Linked DNA regions of Mus musculus: regions 1 and 2 are each linked to region 3. Evidence: chromatin contacts called from public Hi-C data. All regions are on one chromosome and are shown on one strand. The core of a region is the stretch at or near the end of the contact, and the rest is flanking DNA. Distances in the headings are between cores, read along the strand shown. Region 1 has its middle 150 kb from the start of Trp63. Region 2 has its middle 200 kb from the start of Trp63. Region 3 has its middle 160 kb from the start of P3h2.

What was found. Hi-C and Micro-C count contacts between places; a contact is called where the count stands out from the background.
Region 1: a Hi-C map of the C2C12 cell line shows a contact between it and region 3, with 2.8 times the contacts expected there. The contact joins two enhancer-like sites. A contact is called at or near these places in 5 of 39 promoter capture datasets (the 3T3-L1 cell line, 3T3-L1-derived adipocytes, hippocampal neurons and 1 more), 16 of 484 Hi-C or Micro-C datasets (the 3T3-L1 cell line, 3T3-L1-derived adipocytes, the C2C12 cell line and 11 more), 3 of 115 datasets of contacts at active chromatin or transcription factors (the NIH/3T3 cell line, astrocytes and vascular smooth muscle cells) and 1 of 9 other capture datasets (embryonic stem cells).
Region 2: a contact with region 3 is called in a Hi-C map of pancreatic cancer cells, with 4 times the contacts expected there. The contact joins two enhancer-like sites. A contact is called at or near these places in 1 of 39 promoter capture datasets (liver), 4 of 484 Hi-C or Micro-C datasets (embryonic fibroblasts, epidermal suprabasal cells and pancreatic cancer cells), 1 of 115 datasets of contacts at active chromatin or transcription factors (the NIH/3T3 cell line) and 1 of 9 other capture datasets (embryonic stem cells).

What each region holds. Positions count from the first base shown.
Region 1 is chr16:25,530,902-25,533,738 of GRCm38.p6, reverse strand. No RefSeq gene overlaps it. Among named protein-coding and RNA genes, the nearest start is that of Trp63, 150 kb to the left of the region's middle. Within about 2 kb of position 1,553, at least 86 of the 459 cell types and tissues checked have an H3K27ac peak or open chromatin away from gene starts, as enhancers often do. A contact at or near this core is called in 3T3-L1-derived adipocytes, the C2C12 cell line and pancreatic cancer cells, where this site is marked.
Region 2 is chr16:25,484,062-25,486,761 of GRCm38.p6, reverse strand. No RefSeq gene overlaps it. Among named protein-coding and RNA genes, the nearest start is that of Trp63, 200 kb to the left of the region's middle. Within about 2 kb of position 1,446, at least 38 of the 459 cell types and tissues checked have an H3K27ac peak or open chromatin away from gene starts, as enhancers often do. A contact at or near this core is called in pancreatic cancer cells, where this site is marked.
Region 3 is chr16:25,940,928-25,943,728 of GRCm38.p6, reverse strand. No RefSeq gene overlaps it. Among named protein-coding and RNA genes, the nearest start is that of P3h2, 160 kb to the left of the region's middle. Within about 2 kb of position 1,403, at least 29 of the 459 cell types and tissues checked have an H3K27ac peak or open chromatin away from gene starts, as enhancers often do. A contact at or near this core is called in 3T3-L1-derived adipocytes, the C2C12 cell line and pancreatic cancer cells, where this site is marked.

The sequences.
Region 1 (2,837 bases), core at 304-2,803, 410 kb after region 3:
ACTTACAATGCAAAATAATATAAAGAAAGGTCTAGAACTGAGAGATTCTTATATATTAATCTCTCTAACCACCCATAGAAAACTGAGCATGGAATGGAAATAGACTTGTCAGGGTCCTGTGGACAGGGTTGTATGGAAAGGAAAATCCAGTTCTATTTTCTTTTAGAATCAGGGTCTCAAAAATCAGATCCCAGTTTTCTAATAAATGAAATGTTTTATCCTTTGCAAATCAGACAAGAAGACCCATGGGGTTTACCCATGAGAAGCAGGAAGCCCTGCCAAAATTCCAACCAGCTCTGCACACTTTCTGGGCATCTGCCGAGGACCAGGGCTGATGCCAAGTGTTCTGGGGCACAGAGTTGAGTAAGTCATGGTCATTGCTCTCATATTCAGTGCTGAAAGCAGGGACACATTCAAGCAACCGGATCCCAAAGCCGGCTGTGATAAGTGTTATCTTAGATCCCTGGAGGAGACAGGTCACACGACTGGAATAGCATGAAGTCAGGCCTGCAGCTGAGGGCATGCTGTTATTTAGGAACCCTATCAGGTTCATCTCACCACTTGGCAATGACCCCCAATCCCTGCAGTTTCTTGTCCTGAGTGTGCTGGGTCAGGGCACTTCCATCTGCCTCTCCTGGAGTCTCCTGTTAAGGCTACTGGTGTTTGAGGGTGCTTAATGAGAGTGAGAAAGACTTGTCCCATTTTTCTTTGTAAAGTTTCTAAGCTCACTGGCACTATGGGGAAATGGCCCATTTAGAAGTAGCTCTCTTTTCTTCTCTCCTAACATGTCATGAGGGCTGCCAAACTCTGGAGGCCCAGTATTTTATTCATCCAGAAAGTGAATGAAGCCGAAAATGTCTTCTTAATCTCATTTGGTTTTGCCCTAGTTGTTTGACTGTCTTTTTCCCTGTCTGGAACTGGGCAGTGCCAGCAGACAGGGACCCCCTGATTTAACACTTGATCTCTTAGAACACCTACCAGAAGCTTCAGCAAATGAAACAGCTCAGTGCTCTTGTACTGAATTCAGCCTTGATGCTGTCCTGTAAGCTCACGCCCATTTCCAAAGTGGCTGCCAAGTTTTCCAAAGGGTCTTTAAACCTGGATTTAAAACTGAAAGGAAAGAAATAGGACCTTCCTCTACCAGATAGTATATCATTTTTGAGGTTGTTTAAAATATGAAGCGTAAGGAAGTAATTAATTTGGATGGTAAAAAGGAATAAAGGCTTAATAGGAAGTCGGAGGTTTGACCTGGACACTGTGTCTGTAACCTCTAAAAGCTTCGTTCGGCTCGTTCTGAGAACGGTTCTTCTTTTTGAGGGACCTGTTCCCTTATATACACTTATTCTTTGCACTCTCTACAATAAGGGCAATAATGATCTATGGGTTTATAGTTCATAAAGGATTGATTATATACAACACAAAGATAAGCCCACCCTTTCAATGTAACAGTGCCATGACCAAGACCTATTTAAACAGAAGGTAAACTGAAGCCGAGGAGTGCTCCACTCCAGACTTGCTTTAAGGCAGGACTGACCTCTATGGCTGACTATCCTATGAGTCAGATGCCTGTGGTGTAACTGAGACGCAAAAGAAGTGCTGTGGCTTTGGAATGGGCAGCTCTCTGATCTGAAGAGATCCAAGAAAGCCACAAGTTTGGGCTTCTGCTCAGGGTTTTCAGTGCAAGCAGAGTTCAAGGAAATCTTCCTGCTTCTTTGCCCTTCAGTCTTCACTGCCGACTGCTCCTGTTCACCCATGGCCCAACTCACCTCTCAATAGCAACAGTGAATCATCAACTCAGAAAGAAAACACAGAGTTGGAGTTGCAGCTCGTGTCTTGCTAGTTTAATTAACTCTCAGCTGTATCCATGAAGGTCAACTAGACCCACACCTCAGATCACAATGACCTCTGTGGCTTTCTAAGTCAGGCTACATGCCTTTATAACTTGACTCTATCATCCTGTTTTCCCTTCATGACTCCTACAGCTGATCAATGACAAAGTCTGAGACATCCTGCTCCTGTGGTAGATATAACCCAATGAAATTTATATCTCTAAGTAAATTATATCATGTACTTGGACATAGACATTAACATTTTTTCATTGACTTGGGAAGAAACAGGCTCTTGTGGAGCTTAGGCTGACCTTGAACTCACTGTATATGTAAGGTAGACCTTCAGTTCCAAATGCTTTTACCTCCTAAATGCTGGGATTAAAAGTGTGTTCCACAATACCTGGCATCCTTTATTATCTACTCTCTGGACTATTTCATAGGCTTGTGCTCCTTTCTATTCACTTGACATTCCTGAAGTTCAGACACACTCTGGCTCTTGTTGCCTCTCACCCGTCTCTCTGTTTAAACACCGGGGCCCAAGGCGCTCTGTAATCTGACTTCATCAACCAGCCTGGGTATATTGTTTTCCCACTTTGTGGACTATGTTATTTATGCAAACCTGCCCCCACATACACACATGCCTTTCAAACCTTGATAACTTAGTGCTGCTATCCTAGTTCTCCATGTTTCATTCAAACATAACTCCATTTTCACCAATACAACTTAAATGAGAGCTCTCCCATTACATATTGACTAGGCTACATATCTGTTCATTTTCTGATCACCACAGGCTATTGTAGTTTCCTCCTAGGGTAAGGCACTCATATTATATTACCTAATTTGATCAGTTCTATACTTCTGGTAGACTCTCAGAAATGAGGACTCTCCTTTGCTCGAGGACTTCATCATTGGTGGATAAGAGGCAACTGAGATACACCGAAACGAAAAGTATCAACAACACTCAGCCAGTTTGAGAGAAAATGGGCCGATCAGTGGCGAAGCAGCTCT
Region 2 (2,700 bases), core at 197-2,696, 460 kb after region 3:
CGCTATGAAACATCTGACTAACACAATCGATATCATCAAAATCACTGTGCCTCCAAAGAGCATGTCAGGTGCAGTGGGTTTCAAGTGACTCAGCATGGCCAAAGAAGCGTATGACAGACTGGCAGCCACAAGGGTATAGAAGAAGAAAAGGAAGTGTTTGGAGAATGGTCTTCCCATTCCAGAAGCACCGGAGCTTGACATGTTGTGACAATTTGTTTTATAGTTTGTAATGTTTCACTAGTCTAGTTTATGTTGGAGCAGGATGAGAAATTAAAAAAAAAAAAAAAAAACTACAGCAATCGTTGGTAGAAACGAGGATGTGGGGCACAGAAGTAAAGCTGAAACGAAAATTGAATTTGAGGAGATTTAAGAGGCTGAGTCAGTACAGATAAACAGATGCTCAAAGACTGATAGAGAGTACACTCACTCTGACACTGGCGGGGGTGGCTGGCTGAGCACAGGCCTGGATAAGAAACAGCTAAGTTGATCATCTTTTAAATTACTGGCATCTGAGCCAGGCTTGGTGGCGCATGCCTTTAATCCCAGCACTCGGGAGGCAGAGGCAAGTGGATTTCTAAATTCGAGGCCAGCCTGGTCTACAAAGAGAGTTCCAGGACAGCCAGGGCTATACAGAGAAACCCTGTCTCAAAAAACAAAACAAAACAAAACAAACAACAACAACAAAAAATTACTGGCATCTGGAACTAAGTTACAGGGGAGAGCAAAGGTTGATTGAGTTCTACTTCTTTCATGGGCTGGTTTATGCACACACATACACACACGCACGTGCACATGCACACGCACACGCACACGCACACACACTTTTTTTAGGAGTTAATGTTTGATATTGAGCTTCAGTTTTCCAGGTCTTGACTTTTAGCTAATGACAAAATGACTACTGTCACTTTCAACAATGACAACTGTACTCAGAGTCAGAGGCATCAGGTTTTTGGTTTGTTTGTTTGTTTTGTTTTTTCTCCTTAAGACTCATATGTGTAACTCCTTTGTAAACTTTGAAGATGATTTATTCTGTGTGAGGATTTGACATTAATATTAAGAGAAGAGCAGAGCATGAGGTGGAACCCAGAGAGGTGAGGATCTGTAAACAGGCTCAGTACAAAGACCTGCTGCTCCTCACAGAGTGAATTAACTTCGAAGTTTCTGACTGACTGACTGACTGACTGAGCACAAAAGTTCCTGAGGGATCCCCACCCCGGTGTCATCTCCTCCACCACTTCTGAAATGAGCTAAGCGCAGAACATCTCTGCACATTGAGCATGATTAACCCACAAGACTGCACATCATGATTACCATGATGGTTGCTTGCTGTTCACCTCTGTCTTTCCATTTGTTCAAATGCTACGCTATGCCCTGTTCCACCTACAGTTGCCACCCATTCATATTCACACCCTGTGATTCACCACACAGATTAGTTTTCTGGTGTAGTCATGAATTAAGCTACACTTGAACCATGACAAATCCAGTGCACGATGTCAGCTTGTTCAGAAAGGCCCAGAGCTGAATATCAAATGATCTGATGTACCGTCGACTCATTTCATTCCTTGAAGCGGGAACTTCAAGGAAGCCATTACTCAACTGCCACATCATAATGAAAACCGCATAGAATGAGGTTGCAAGATTCTTCATGTGTTTGAAATCCTGCACAAAGGTGACAGATTATGACTGTCCTCTTTTACTCAGTCCGTTCACAAATCCGGTCTCAATGACCCTATAGCGTTGCTACACTGTTGTTTTCTTTTTTTTTTTTTTTTTCCATTTTTTATTAGGTATTTAACTCATTTACATTTCCAATGCTATACCAAAAGTCCCCCATATCCACCCACCCCCACTCCCCTGCCCACCCACTCCCCCTTTTTGGCCCTGGTATTCCCCTGTACTGGGGCATATAAAGTTTGCAAGTCCAATGGGCCTCTCTTTCCAGTGATGGCCGACTAGGCCATCTTTTGATATATATGCAGCTAGAGTCAAGAGCTCCAATATCAGGATGGAGATACTGCTTTAACACAGTGGTTATGAGAATAAAATGAATTTTAAAAGCCCATCTTTATTTGAAGCAGTGTGCATTGACTATTAAGTGGTAGTATTCTTGCTGTGTTATTAGTTATTATTCGTGAGGACCCATTCCACAGTAACTGCTCTCTGTTTTGGGCTTAGCCAACAGCATAGAAACCATAGTCACTGAGTAGTCTTCAGACAGCTGACAGAGGAACAGTGCAACTATGTCCCCTATTCTGGACACAGCATCTGCTGCACATTTAAGTAATAGTGATGGTGCGGGTCATGACTCTACCCCCAAGAATTAACTTTGCTGAGATGGAGAAGCTAACAAACCTGGGAGGGATGAGTACCAAGACAATGGTTCATGTGCATTTCCAACCTTACTAGCAGTGAGCTTGAGCTACGTCTCTTTCTTCTAGGGATGTGGTTAGTACAGACAAGTAAATAACATTGCTCTTTAAGGTGCATGAAATGCTTAGACTGCCTTCATTTTGCATCCAGGCTCTGGAGAATTAGAAGAGGATGGTAAGGTCGTTTGGCTAAACCCCTCCCTTCCAGGATGACGAGAGGAGAGGCAGAGATGAGTGATCTGCCAAATCACAAATCACAGCCCATCTCTGCAGACACTAGCTGATGACTCTCACTCCCAGAGGGGTATTGTCTCCTTCATTCTACCCTAGG
Region 3 (2,801 bases), core at 154-2,653:
ATTTCATCATAAGATGTGATATAATTTGAATGTTGAAATTGCCTCTACACCACACTTGACTACTAGCATAGATAAAGTGGCGGCTCTAATTCGTTTCCATGTTCCTGGATTGGAGTGACTGCAGATTCCACAAAACCGTTCTTAGAGCTATCTTATTTTCTTCCCTTCTTAGACCTTAGTAATCTTAGGAGCATAATAATAAACTTGAGCATGGATCGGGTTAAAGAACTAGCTTAGAAAGCAGCCTTTCATTTACCAGGGTCTTACCCACATACTTGGAACTGAGTTTAGATGTCTCTGCTCGCTGACAACACACAAACTTTTCTTTATCACAACACTTAGACTAATACAAAGATCAATGTTCATCTAAAGGGACTGAGCTTATATTAACATTGGATCTGAATCATCTTTGTCTCTCTGAAGGCAGAAATGTAAGACTGGGAGAAACTTGAAGACCAGGAAATTGGAAATGAATGACTAGACGCTCAGTATGCAATCTGTGAAGATCATAAGATAAGAACTTTTGAATCCCTCCATTCCTGAATGACTCCTCCACTCATTTCAGCACATTAGTTATTCCTATGTAAAATAAAAATCATAGCCTCTCTTTAAGGATCTGAGTGACATGTTAAAAAAAAGAAAAATGCCCAGTAGTAAACAAGGATTATTGCTAAATGTTACGAGTTATGGATAAACTTATCATTCAGTGTTTTTCTTTCACAATTTTATCTTTTAACATTGAAATATTTATTGACTCTATACTAAAGCTATATGTGTTAAAAATGCATCAGTCTATATGGAGTAGCATATGAACCATTAGATACCTGAAGACCACCATGTCCACTTGTCCTTTTTGTTCATTTACTATTTAATCTCTTGACCATTCTCTTGACCAATCTCTTGACCATTCACTCTCTGGTTTTGCCTCAGCCTTTACTGGAAGACAGCTTCCTCTCAGAGATGTGAGGGAGAAAGGGTATTCAGGAGTCCTCTCGTCCTCTTTTGGCCATTTGAAGAACATGTTCTCTAACACTGAGTATAGCTACCATGCAGGTGTAATCATGATGTATATGATTTCATGCTCTCAAAGTCCAGGCCTGGCTGAGTGAGGCAAGCTGGTGGGTGAGAGACCAGGGGTGGAGAGTAGAGTTCTGAGTCATTAAATTCTCACCAGATGTCAACTGGAAGACGTCTTCCCACCCAGCAGCCTAAGGCAAAAGTCTCTTGGCCACTGTTACCCCATCTATGGACTTTACTTCTGACCAATCGTCCCCTCTGGCACCTTATAAGGGAAAGCTAATTAGAAAACTCACCTTGCAAGAATGCTACAGAAAGACCTTTCACACGGAGTGGAACCGCAGGATCCAGAGGCACTGTGACTCAGGGGTGGAGCTGTCTTCCAACACCCAGGCTGCATTGCTCTCCAACTCAACAAGGGGCTGACCTATATGGCAAAGGCAAATTCACACAGAGCCATCAGACGGTGAGACCAAGTTAGCAGCAGACCTCACAGTGTTCTAGAAAGCACTGGTTACACCAAGGGAACCAAAAAGAGTGAAGAAGGGGGAAGCAGCTCATGTACCCATTTGTTCACCTGATTGTATGGGTTGTCTGCCCCTTCATATAATGTCTGTTTTGAATGCATCAAGGGCCATATTATTTGTTATGGAGAAAAGAAGGAAAAACCATGCATCCCTAAAGTTCAAGGCCAGCTAAAGACAACAGAGACCTAAAAGTAGAAAATGGTTTGTAATTGCTATAAATAAAAGACAAAGAATGCAGAACCTGAGAAGGAAGCCAAAGGCTTCTATTTTGGGTCTCAGCAGACAGATAAGAACTGTTAGGCAGTGTAAAGCAAGCCTTTGAGAAGGGTAAGTGTCCATAAGTAAGTAAATGGGAGCAAGTGAATCAGAGTAAGCCACACAGTTCTCAAAGGTCATATCATTTCCTGGAAAACCCACAGCTCTTGCCCATGTCACTGAAATTTAAGTACAAATATTACTGTTCCAATGAAAGTTAGTGAAGCTGTCTACATCTACGCAATAATCCATCAAAAAGGAAAGCAAGTGTTGAAGAAAATCAAGCCTAAAACTAGACAGAGGCAGATATTCAGCTCTGGATGAGCCTTTTGCTCTAGTCTCCAAAGTTCTTATACTTGACAGATCCTATACTGGATGCCTGAGAACCACCCACAGCTGAATTTGTGTTTTATCTTTTCTTTGGTTTATACTTTTCCTGTTTCTCAATGCCCCCCAGCTTTGAGAGTGCAAAATGATCTGCACTTTACTGGTTGGCACTACTTGGGAATGGTTAGATGTCTAATGCTACCTTGTCATGGCTCCCTATGCTCTACCAGAGTTCACTGTCCCAAAGAGCACCGTCATCTCTAGCAAAGCTGCAGAGTCCCCTCATAATCTCCTTGTTCCAGGATCATTTCTTCAGCACACAGTGATTGGACAGCTATGTAGGATCAACTATGGAGATGATAAGGAGTTTGATGTGGGGAGCCAACACGTTCCCCATTTTCCAGGAGGCCACGTGAGAGGAGAGAGTCAGAAATCCTAGAATAACACATTGTTCTGAGTTGAGTTCTTTGTGGATCAGAAATGCACAGACATATAGGTAGGAACCATGAAGTTTAAGTTCCAAAGTATTCTGTAATTGCATTTACTACTAGACTAACAGCATCCTCAGGAAGCATGTGTAGAGGGACAAACCCTACCTTCACTGAATGCTCTTCATTAATACCTTGGTGCCCTTCAAAGGGTAAGATTACAAGCTATAAGGAATGTTGCATGAGG